Regions from separate parts of the Capsicum annuum genome. Here region 2 is linked to region 1. A link is a contact called in public Hi-C data. All regions are on one chromosome and are shown on one strand. The core of a region is the stretch at or near the end of the contact, and the rest is flanking DNA. Distances in the headings are between cores, read along the strand shown.

What was found. Hi-C and Micro-C count contacts between places; a contact is called where the count stands out from the background.
Region 2: a Hi-C map of leaf shows a contact between it and region 1, with 4 times the contacts expected there. The contact joins the enhancer-like site here to the promoter of LOC107878180 in region 1. A contact is called at or near these places in 3 of 5 Hi-C or Micro-C datasets (bud, leaf and placenta).

What each region holds. Positions count from the first base shown.
Region 1 is chr7:171,274,183-171,280,910 of UCD10Xv1.1, reverse strand. It overlaps LOC107878180 (clathrin coat assembly protein AP180-like), which reads right to left and starts at 2,393. Exons shown (of 1, transcript XM_016725097.2): 1 at 1-2,393. The coding sequence starts at 1,590.
Region 2 is chr7:171,365,985-171,372,712 of UCD10Xv1.1, reverse strand. No RefSeq gene overlaps it. Among protein-coding and RNA genes, the nearest start is that of LOC107857054, 64 kb to the right of the region's middle. Within about 2 kb of position 2,977, at least 2 of the 5 cell types and tissues checked have an H3K27ac peak or open chromatin away from gene starts, as enhancers often do. A contact at or near this core is called in leaf, where this site is marked.

The DNA.
Region 1 (6,728 bases), core at 1,144-3,643:
AGCCTCAACAGAGGACATATTTTCTCCATTTCTTGGCACCTCTTTTGGTTCTTGTTGGTCTGGAAAGGCGTTAAAAGAAGGGGATGACACTAAGGCCTCATTAAGTACATCTTCCCATCCTTTGACTGAACTTAAAGAATCTAATGTAGGCTTTTGTTTCTCCTTTATCTGTTCTTGTTTAGCTTCTTTAGTGTCAAGTTCTTTTGCTTTCTCTTCAACAGGTTGCTGCTTCTGATCTTGTACTTCGTCCTCATTGCCTTCGTTTCCATTATCTTCTGATAAAGAAACAAGATCAGTCATGGACACTGGCAATGATCTTGCAGAACCTGTATCGCACACATCGTCATTAAATGGCTTCTTTGATTGAATATCCGAATAGGCCTCCAAATCGATTGAAATAGACGGGCTCCTCCCTGTTACCGTGGCTTTTATTAGATCTTCTAGTGAACTAGAAGGCGAACCGTTCCCTGAAGCAGTTGGAGTACTCCTACCTGAATATGTCTCAGTCGTTGCAAGAGAGAACTCAGATTGTCCACCATAACTGTCAAACCCACTTCTTGAGAACTTCTTTGAAACTTGTCCTTGAGGAATCAAATCTGCTGAAGATTTCACTGGAAATGAAGATTTGTCCTTGAGAAATTCTTGTAATGACTCAATTAACTCCTCGCTTATAGTTTGTACACTCGGATACAGTGATGTCCTGCCAACACCAATGTCTTTACATAACGAATAAAATGTGCTGACCTCCTCGAATTGCTTCGCTGATCTAACACAAGTTTGAAAGGCATTTACACATGTTTGGTATGGTAAATGGAAAAAACTATCAAGAACAAGAGCAAGCCCATCAGAGATATCCTTGTAAAGATCAAAACTTTCTTGTACCACATCATATAGAGCAGCTAGTACTAGAGAATTGGTCTTGGCTGCACCTGTTGGCCGTGTAGCAATTGCCCTTTCAAGCAATCTTTGCCAATACGAAATCTTGTCAAGTAGCATTGCTGGTTTCATTTCGCGTATCGCCTCATTAGTCGTGCTCCTGCTCCTCCTACTCCTGCTAATATCACTGCAACTCCGTGAATAGGTGGAGTTTACAGGGTCGTTGTAATTGCACCGCCTTTGGAGTTTTCCCGTGAGAAAACAATCTAAACGCTCATCAAGATAAAGTGCAAACGTTCTAATAAAGGCGGTGAAATCCCAGGGGCTAGAATTTGAATCATCGCGAAAATTGGAAAGGTTGAGAATTTTGGTGCCACGTTTCATGGCATGAAGGACTTCTCGAGGGAAATAAGGATCGCCATCTTGGAAGATTCTAAGGACAAGCATTAAAGATTTGAGGGCGACGATCCAATTCCTAGTACGACCAATGCGTTTGCCAATGGCACGAGCACATGCAGCTGCGTAGGCCTTGTTGGAGGAGACTAATTGGACAACCTCATGAATGTAACGCTCATCAACAGGGACATCATCGTGTGTGGTGGCTTTTAAGACAGCAACTTCAAGTGTTGAGGAAGTGTTGCTAGAAACTTTGGCAAGGCTAATGCTGGTTTGATCTTTCACTGCAGCAATTGCCTTCTTTAGCTTGCTTGGCATGTTAGTCACTCTAATAACTCCTGTTTCTTCTTATTTTTTTCCCTTTGTCCAATTTCTTAATTTAATGCAGAAAATTTGTACAAAACATGATCATGTGATTGATCCTTTTTTCAAATAAAAGAAGTACCTCACCTCCATTACGAGGAAGTTATTGGAGCCGGGATATTGATTTTTTAAAATCTTTCTCGTAGCTTCTGATCACCACGTAAGAGATCAAACAAGAAGATTTGTTTTTGATGATAAAATTTATTGATGACAAGATTTAATGTTTCAGGGGGAAAGGTAGAGAGATAGATTTTCCTTAGCTATTGTCAGATCAATTCCAATTCCTGTTTTTAACGAAATAGGGGAAAGGCAGAACTGCGGCGGCTATTGGGAACGAGCGATAGCTTAGGACTAAAAGTGCCAACTATCTATGAATGACCAGGATCGGAAATGCTAGTCGAACAAGATGGAGTTAGTCTAGAAGACATTTGAAAGATGGTCGTTTTTCCATGTTCTTTTTTTCTTCGATCTGAATCAGTCATTGCGTTTCTGTTTCTGATGTGAAAAATGAGAGGATCTCCATGAGTTTCTCTCAGTCTTGGTACGAAATTCTATCACAGCCACTAAAAGGACTCATAGTCGCATGTAATATAAAATACTTCTTATACAAAAGGCATGAAAAGTTAAAAAAAAAATACAAACTCCATTATTTATTGAACAGATACTTGCTATAGGAATAATGATAAATAACACTGCCCCTCAAAGTAGCGATAAGATTTGCTTATATCACATTCTTCTTAGATCCCGCACGATATGTTATTGTTGTATAACCTAAGCATCTATCTAATATAAAGATAATACTACTCCCTCCGTTTCATAATAAATAAATTGTTGAATTTTGACACACAAATTAAAGAAAAAATATTAAAGACATAAATTTAACATAACTTTTCATTTTTACCAAAAAAAAACAATTGACCTTGTCATACCTTTTGAAAAATTAATTGGTTGTCAAATCATAAGGGTAAATTTGAAAAAAAAATTTAACGATTCACTTATTTTGAAACACCAATAAATACTTCAACAATTCACTTATTCCGAAACGGTGAGACACCAATAAATACTTCAACAATTCACTTATTCCGAAACGGTGAGAGTATTTACTAATTATTGTCCATTAGATCCTACTAGTATCTTTTAAATACTATTAACTGTCAAAAAAAATGGTGATCTGCTGTTCTTCTTTGAAATTGTTATTTCATTCATCAGCTGGACCTGAATTTGTTCACAAAACGGAATGTACATACTTTGAGTCTCCCCACTCCTATGTGAATTGAGTTAAACCCTACATTTAATATTAAGATCGTCCCAGAATCTAGGCCGGCTTGATTTTCACTCAACTAATGATGTTATTATTTCATAAAGTCACTTTTTCTAATACTAATTTCTTCAATAAATAAAATTATTTTTTAAAATAATAATTATTAATTGAGTGACCATCTGACAAATCAATGGAATGTAGGCCTCGACTCAAAATTGAGCTCTATAAGTTGGGCTCAGATTACACAATAAGCCCATATGGACTAGTACTCATGGGCCATAGCCGGTGATACTAGCCTGCAGTCCACCAAAGAGCCCGCCCATCTGCAGACCACATCTGTAAGAAGGTGAATCTTAAAAATAGATTTAAATTGGGTTGACTTTCAAATTTTAGCCCCAAATAAAATAACTTTCTTAAAATAGCTTTTACCTGTTAACTAATATTTTTTTTGGACAAAATGACCCCTGATCAATGGAGTAAATTATATAAATGATCCTCATAATGGATAACAACTCCATATTTATATCTTTCAACTTTTATTTTTTTTCTCTTATTAATTTTATTTTGATTTTTCTTTTTTCGTTTTAATTTTCTAAACCCTTACTTTTTTCCTTTTTTCCTCTCAACTTCTTTTTTTCTTTTATATTATTTTTATTTTTTCCTTCCTTTTTTTTTTTGTTTTTTAAGTTTTTCTCAACACTTACTTTTTTCTTTATACTTTTCAACGTCTACTTTTATAAAAGAAAAATTGTTTTATTTATCTTTTGAAATTTTTTTCGACCTTTATTTTTATTTAATCTTTCTTTTTTTATCAATCTTTATTTTTTTCTTATTCTCTCTCAACTTCTACATTTTCTTTTATTTTTATAATATATTTCTTCATTTTCTTCTTTTTCTGCAATTTTTATTATTTTTATTCTTTTTTTCGATTTATTTCATTTAAGTTACATCTTATGAGCAGGAGTTGATACTATCACATTATAAAGACAAGACTTACAACTTTTGAACAATAAACTACGTTTCATGGGTAAGAGTTGACACTACTACATTGTAGAGGCAAGACTTATGACTTTCAAACAACAAGTTATGTTTCATGGGCAAAAGTCGACACTATCACATTGTATTTTGATTTATGAGATGTTTTATAACTCTTACCTTAGAGGAAAGACTTAGCTCAGGGACTTTCAAATAGCAAATTATACCCGACGGGCAAGAGTTAATTCTACCACGTTATGTTTTCATTTACGAGATGTTCTACAACTATTGCCTTAGAGACAAGACGTAGCTCAAGGGCTTTCAAACAACAAGTTATGTTTCGTGGGCAAGAGTCGACACTTCCACATTGTATTTTGATTTATGAGATGTTCTACAACTATTATCTTAGAGGCAAGACTTAGCTTAGGGACTTTCAAACAACAAATTATGTCCCACGTGCAAGAGTTGACTCTACCGCGTTATGTTTTCATTTATGAGATGTTCTACAACTATTGCCTTAGAAGCAAAACTTAACTCAAGGACTTTCAAATAACAAATTATGCCCCACAGGCAAGAGTTGACTCTACCACGTTATATTTTCATTTATGAGATGTTCTACAACTATTACCTTAGAGGCAAGACTTAGCTCAAGGACTTTCAAACAATAAATTATGCCCCACGGGCAAAAGTTGACTTTACCACATTATGTTTTCATTTATGAGATGTTCTACAACTCTTGCCTTAAAGGCAAAACTTGACTCAAGGACTTTCAAACTACAAATTATGCCCCACGAGCAAGAGTTGACTTTACTACATTATGTTTTCATTTATGATATGTTCTACAACTATTACCTTAAAGGCAAGACTTAATTAGCTCAAGGATTTTCAAACTACAAATTATGCCTCACGGGCAAGAGTTGACTCTACCACGTTATGTTTTCATTTCTGAGATGTTCTACAACTATTGCATTAGAGGCAAGACTTAGCTCAAGGACTTTCAAACTATAAATTATGTCCCACGGGCAAGAGTTGATACTACCACGTTATGTTTTCATTTATGAGATGTTCTACAACTCTTGCCTTAGAGGAAAGACTTAATTAGCTCAAGGACTTTCAAACTACAAATTATGCCCCACGGGCAAGAGTTGACTCTACCACGTTATGTTTTCATTTATGAGATGTTCTACAACTATTACCTTATTGGCAAGACTTAGCTCAAAGACTTTCAAACTACAAATTATGCTCCATGGACAGGAGTTGACACTACCACGGTATGTCTTCATTTATGGGATGTTCTATAACTCTTGCATTAGAGGCAAGACTTAGCTCAAGGACTTTCAAATAATAAATTATGCCACACGGGCAAGAGTTGACACTACCATATTATGCCTTTATTTATGAGATATTCTACAACTCCCCCCTTAGAGACACGACTTATCTCAAGAATTTTCAAAGAACTTCGTAACAACAATTCATACCCTTAAATTTGCTTTGATGTCAAAAAAAGAAGATACATTTGCGGATTATTCATTTTTTTATTTATTAGAAAAATATAATAGAAGTTGAGAAAAAAAGAAAAAAATGATCAAACAAAATAGAGAAATAAAAAAAATATTGAGAAAAAAAGAAAATAAAAAAAATAAAGATCATGAAAAAAATGAAGTATTAAAAAAATTGAGAAAAAATAAAAATAAAGTTTAAGGAAAATGAGGGGAAAAAAAGAACTGAAAAAAGAATAAATGATCAAATAAAATAGAGAAATAAAAAAAATGAGAAAAAAAAGGCAAGAAAAAATAGAGATTGAGAAAAAAAGCAAAGAATTAAAAAATTGAGAAAATAAAAAATGAGAGAAAAAATAAAAATAAAGTTTGAGAAAAATGAGGAAAAAAAAAGAGAACTGATAAAAATAAAAAATAAAAGAAAAATAAAGGTTAAAGACAAATGAATTAAAAAGGAGAAAAAAAGAAATAGATAATGTTTGAGAAAAAAAAAAGAAAATAAAATAAAGGTTGAGACAAATGAATTAAAACATGAAAATAAAATTAAAGGAAAAAATAAAAAATGAAATAATAAAAAATAGAATAATAAAATTAAAGGAAAAAATAACAACAACAACAAACCCAGTGAATTCCCACCAAGTGGGGTCTGGGGAGGGTAAAATGTACGCAGTCTATACCGCTATTTTCGAAAAAGTAGAGAGGTTGTTTTCGATAGACCCCCGTCTCAAGATAAAGAATAGTTAGCAAGGTCATAGTAATATCTGAAGTAGAATGGATGGCATAACAGAAATAAGAAATGAGAAATAATACAAATAGAGCTAAGAGAGCCATGAAAATAAGAGCAATATGAAAGTAAAAGAAAAACAGTAAATAAGAAATAGGAAAAGGCCACCCCCTCGTAATAGCATACACTAACGCCTCCTACCAGTGGGCACAGTCATAGGCTTACTAAGTCGGCTACACTAGATCTCCCTAACTACTAGCTACAACCTACACACGCATTAACCTTCTACCCTAATCCGCGACCTCCACACCTTCCTATCTAGAGTCATGTCCTCAGAAAGCTGTAACAGCCCCATGTCGTGCCTAATCACTTCTCTTCAGTATTTTTTTGGCCTACCTCTAATCCTCCTGAAACCATCCAAAGCTAGCCTCTCACACCTACTAACTAGGGCATCTGTGCCCCTCCTCATCATATGCCCAAACCAACTCAGCCTTCCTTCTCGCATCTTGTCCTCCACCGAAGCCACTCCCACCTTTTCATCGATAATCTCATTCCTAACTCTATTTCCTCTAGTAAGTCCAAACATCCAACCCAACATTTTCATTTCTGCTATCTTCAATTTTTGAATGTCGGA
Region 2 (6,728 bases), core at 1,728-4,227, 91 kb before region 1:
TCTTTTTTCAAAAAAATTATACATATATATGGCATAACTTAAAAAATAAACTTATCTTCCGAATTGATGATTCGGTTACGTACCCTCATTCATGAAGCTATTAAAATCACATGTATCTTGAAAATCTCTTCATTGCAATTTGTGTCTGGATAGTGCATAAGTTGTTACAAATGCAAGTTTGATCCCTATATCTAATTCCAACAATCCTGCCAACGTTCATAAAATTGTAACTAAAAAACATGTCAGGTATTTCTTCCAAACTGAGGAAAAAATATTATAGAAGAAGTAACTAAGCAAAGAACAGAAAGAAAAAAATCACAATGCTGATCATTAAAACCATCCACTCAATAATTTTTTGAACTATTTATTCACGTGGGCAAGTCTGTAAGATGACTACTTAATTATTATGACTGTTCATTATCTTAATTTACTTCAAAATATTTAGTAATTCTTAATAACCTTCAAAACTCTTTATTTTCTTTTTTTACTACAATAATAACCGACAAAAGAGGAAGATAAAAACAATAATTAAGAGAATTAGAGTTGAAAAGTTTCAAAAACATAAATGCATCTGGCATTTACTTCAAGTAAGCCTAAATGAAATTATTCAGGTGTGACTCTCCAATAACAAAACCATTGCCCTTTGATAATTAAATAATTGCATTATAATGAAGAAATAAACCAATAAAATGTCAAAACAATGAGAAAAAGGAAAAATAGAAATAAAGCCTTAAAAATATGCTACATCAGCGTATTTCTAATATATATACACACACACACACACACACACACACACACACACATATATATATATATATAAGGGGAGAGAGAGAGAGATTTATAATAAGTTATGTGAAGGGAAATAAACAATGATCCTAACCATGCAAGAACTCATCTGTTCTGAAATCGCACATTCCAGTTGATGATATATTTGAATCTCTTTATATGATATTAAATAATTTTTTATCTCATTAATTAGTATCTGGGGTCGAATTAGACAGAGTCCAATTTTCTTATCGGTAAAGCTACAAATTCAAAAACAAAAATACATGAAAAAAATAAGTTCGAAGTTGGCTGAAGAGTTTGGTGATTTATTGGTTATTAAAATTTAAAAATTACAAAAAGCCACAACTTAAGTATCACATATTACACAAAATCCCAACTTTCAAAACATATTACAAAATTGCATTTTTTAAATTTCTCTCTCTAAAAGTACATATACATAACTTTTGCAACTTTTGTACGGTTGTTCTCCTTGAAAGAAGCCTAAAATCAAGGAGCCATTATGCAGAAGTTACAATTTTTGAATTCGTTACCATGTTTGATTCAAACTCTTACTCTATCTATCTATCTATCTATCTATCTACCTACCTACCGACCGACCTACCTACCTACCTACCTACCTATCTATTATTCGATTTATCTATCGATCTATCGATCTATTGATCTATCGATCTATCTATCATTCGATCTATCTATCGATCGATCCATCTATCTATCTATCTGTCTATCTGTCTGTCTCCGTCCATCCGTCCGTCCGTCCGTCTGTCCGTATGTCCGTCTGCCCGTCTGTCCATTTGTCCATCCATCCATCCATCTCCCCGTCTGTCCGTCTGTCCGTTTGTCCGTCCATCCGTCCATCTGTCCGTCCGTCTGTCCGTTTGTCCGTTTGTCCGTCCATCTGTCCGTCCGTCCGTCCGTCCATCTATCTATCCATCCATCCATATATCCATCCATCCATCTATCTATCTATCCATCCATCTATCCATCCATCCATCCATCTATCCATCCATCCATCCATCCATCTATCCATCTATCTATCCATCTATCCATCTGTCCATCTATCCATCCATCCATCCATCCATCCATTCATCCATCCATCGATTGATCGATCTATCTAGCTATCCATCCATCCATCCATCCATCCATCCATCTATCTATCGATCGATCGATCCATCTATCGATCTATCTATCCATCTATCCATCTATCCATCTATCCATCCATCCATCCATATACATGCATTCATATGAACACCAGTTAAATACATGACATATTACTTTCTAACACAATAAAATCAATTGCAAAATAAAATTTTCATATACGTAACTAATCTTTACATTTCCACATAATAATCTATAAAGTATTAGTTAAAGTCATTTTTTTTTCAAATACATATTTACTTATAAATTGTTGCGATTACCATAGTTGTACAATTACATAATTTTGATACTCCATAAACATTTAATAACATCAATAGCAAGTATTAATCATCAAAATATACATAACAATACACATAATTATATGTCATCACGATAATTAACTTCAAAATCTGGAACATACAATGAATATATATTTTGTTTCATTTTTTCATTCAACAGAGTGCCTCAAAAGAATTGCAATATTTATCTTGTTTAATACAAATAAAATCAATTTTTTTTTCAAGAGATCAAAAATCAGTGATTGGATTGTTTGTGATTTCTGATTTTTTGGTTGATTTTCTTTTTATGTATTGTTGTTTTTCAAAATTTGAATTAGTATAGTTGTTACACAAATTAAGGGATGTTGTAATTTATTATTAATGTTGCGGCATTAATTGCGTCTTAAATATAAGAGAAAATCTGTTATTTTCCTATTAAAATGTTGGCAGTAGATTTTCATATACATAGCGCGGTATGTATATAGTGGCAGAGCTATGCATATTAATCGAAAGAGAGAACAAATTAATTAATAAGATGGGGAAGAAGGTAAATAAGTCTAATAAGACTGGGATTTGTGTTATTTATACTATTAAAATTGATCTTAAACTATGTGGATAATAATCCATTTATTTGTTCAATTTTAACCTAACTCTCGGAGTTACAGCAATAATTTGGGCCAATATATGTCCAATTTCTTCATTGAGTCCAAACTCTGTGGCCCTCTCATCGTTCAACTATTTTTCCTTTTCCCTTCTTCTGGACTTGAATATGGGCTGGCTACTGAAGCCCTCAGTGAATGTACCTTATTTTAGAACAACCCATTGATATTTGAAGGGGTTTAGGAGATAATAAGATTAGGTGGAAAAGTTATATTTAAAGTGTTGTTAATTGGCAGTTGATCATGATTTTTCTTTAAGGTGTGGTTTGGTTGGGAAAGAGTTGTCCCGGGACTTATTCTGCCATGTATATAGAATAACTTATTCCATCATTATGGTGTAAATAGTGAGATAACTAATTTCGGTACTAAATAATACCTCATATCAAACATGGGATAAAATAGTCCTTCATTTTATCCCGAAATTATTTATTCTTTATACCTCACATCAAACGCCCTTTAAGGGCGTGTTTGAAAAGATATTTGGTAATTGTGGATTTGAATTGATTGGATATAACTTATTCGGCCAACTAAGGGAAAGAATTTTGTACAACTGGGAGTAAGTAATTACACACTCCAATTTTCAAAAAAGGAGATTAAAGCATAATCAAGATAAAACTTAAATAAAATTAGGAAATAAATATAATATAAATAAAAACTATAAAAGATAGCAAAATAAAATTTATATTTTCCTAGAAAATAATATTTCCAACATATAGATTAATGCTTAGGCATAGGTTCTATTAATTCTTTTCCCCACAGTGATCACTCTTTTAATATCCTTTTTCTTTTTGACATGCTCTTTAGTTTGCATTTTCAAGAACATGGTGCAAGTGTTTCTTTTAGGAGGCATCACATGTAAAACAAATTTGGAACTTAGATTAGAGAAAAGAAGAGTGGTTAAAGAAGACAATCATGTGTTACATATGTGGGACTTTATTTAAAATTTAACAATTTTTGTTTGCCGTGATTTAATTTGTCTCAATTAAGCTTGTTCAGACTAAATACGAAAAATTACGAATTTAATTAATTCTATTAAATATTAAACACATTCCTAATGGTCCAAAGAGAAGTAGAGTACCTTTTGTTTCCATTTTATTTTGGAGCCGTTTCTTTTTAGTTTGTTACAAAAAGGATACTTAACTATATTAAAAATAATTTAATTGTAAGTTTTTTGGTTTACCGTTAATGAAATTGTTTATCAAATATAAATATCTAACTATATGTATTTTTAATTCGTCAAAATAAGCTATTTCAAACGTATTCTTTTATTATATCACTCACATTATACCATTTAACTTCAAAGATTTATGCAAAATTATATTATTTTATACTATTTTATGACAATGATATTTAGCTCAATTTATACGAACTTTAATTATTTCATTGATTATGCATTTCATTTATTAACATAAAAATATTATGTAACTCTATTCATCAAAATACAAAATTTGTGTATGCCATTATCTAATTTCTCAATTAAGCATGTTCAGACTAAATACGAAAAAATACGAATTTAATTAATTCTATTAAATATTAAACAAATTCCTGGTCCAAAGAGAAGTAGTACTCCTTTTGTTTTCATTTTATGTTGCAATCATTTCTTTTTAATTTGTTTCAAAAAAAAAAACATCACTTAACTATATTAAAAATAATCTAGTTTTAAAATTTTCTTTTACCGTTAATGAAATTATTTATAAAACATAAGTATCTAACTATATATTTTTAATAGTTCAAAATAAGCTTTTCCAGACGTATTCCTAATTATGTCACTCACACTATATCGTTTAACTTCAAAGATTGCAAAATTATATTATTTTAACTATTTTTTACAACAATGATGTTTACCTCAATTTATACGGACTTTAATTATTTCATTGGCTATGCATTCCACTTACTAACATAAAAATATTAAGTAACTCTACTCGTAAAAAATTATACTGAAGTAAAATGAAAAGAAATCATCTAAGTAACTTCTTTTTGGTAAAATTTTAACCCCAATTTGTCCATACAATTCAAAATTACATCTTGTTACATATTCAATGTATTGAGAACAATACTGTCATATAGAAGTAGGGTATAATAGTATTAATAATAAAGGAAGCCCCTTTTGGAAAGACGTTTTTCTCTCTACGTGAGAGTTGCTTTCTCCCTGCATGGGAGTATTTTCCTCCTAGTAGGATTCTAATTCTTATCTTGCTGAAGATATTCATTAACTTTGTTACAGATAATTACCCAACAACAACAAACAACCCAGCCTAATAAAATTTCATGTGATCTCAAACATTTTTAGCCATTCAAAACACCCAAAATACTCTCCTTGAATCCTAAAAACCCACAAAAACATATCAGTTTACTGTTTTTAATAATCAAACCACCTATTTTCACCACTTACCTTATAGATTTCTCAAAAACTAAATAGGTGAACATCAACTATGGAAGAGGAAATTACGGAATGTCTGTGAAGCTTTATTCTAATGGAAGACGAGAAAGATGCGGTTGAGCTCGACTTCTCTGATATTAAAATAAGTTTACAAGATTGTGAAGTAAGTGTCCTCGATAAAATTATTGCGGATAAATAAATAAGCTTACAAGGTGTAAGAAATACCATACCAAGGGTGTGGGGTTATCCCGTCGGACAGAGAATCTTAAAAATAGAGAAGAATTTCTTTCATTTTGTGTTTACGAACAAAGAAAGCATGAATAAAGTCTCGATTAGTACCCCATGGCTATTCGACAAGTACTTGCTAAATGTGCAGGCTTGGGAACCAGGATTAAAAAGCGATTCAGCGGTCTTCAATATATGTGAATTGTGGCTTCAAGTGTGGAGTATTCCTTTACACTGGATGTCACGAGAAGTGGGACGAAATATTGGACACTCGCTAGGAGGAACAACAGACATTGTGATCCTAGAAAATGGGAATAGAGAGGGCAAGTACATGCGGGTTAAGGCGATCATGAATATTGATAAAATACTGCCAAGGGCAAAGTTGATTAAATTAGGTCACGAAACAAAATGGGTAGAGTTTAGATATGAGAATCTGCCCTACATTTGTTAGTATTGCGGGATACTAGGACATAATGAAAAATCTTGCAGTACTAGGGAAAGAGATGTACGTGCGGGAAACTTGAAAAACAATTAATTTGGTGCGTGGATGAGGGCGGAAAATCATCTTATCATCATTGAGAATTCAAAACGACAAGAGAGGAATGAAACTTTAAATAGTAGCGGCCAACGTCATATGATAAAGTCGACAAAAATTAGGGATGGAGGAAATAATAATTCGTTGCATCAACTAATGGAGGGTACTGGATCCTCAAAAACACATCCTGTAGGAAAGCCTGATAGGGTACATGATTGAATATTCAAGAATAAAAAGGTAGATCAGTAACAAGAAAGAAAAATGCAAGTGAATCTAATCGAAATCTGAACGTTTGGCACAAACTGTTGAAAAATAACGATCAAACGAAAGAGCAGAACGAACAAGATACAGAGGTAAATATTCCAGTTAACAAAAATATGGCTATTGACCTGTGTACAAATAGTAATAAGGAGACGGGGATAATACAACAGGCGGGGAGGAGAAAGAACCCATCTTTGCGGATACGAGCGACGGAAGAGCAGAAAAGGAGTTATATATTTTATCAAAAATTGGTTTTGGTGATACGATAGATGAAGGATATTTTGAGGAGTACTTTTAGAGAGCTGTGAAAAGAGATACTAAAGGAACCCAAGTAAGTACTAGGAAGCAGGAGAAACTAGCAATATCCCAATCCAAGTCGGAAACGGCGAACTCGCAGGTATTAACACCTAACGATAATACTTCTATTATGATAGCTTCTTTAATAAATATTCCAGTTGAGGTAAGTAAAG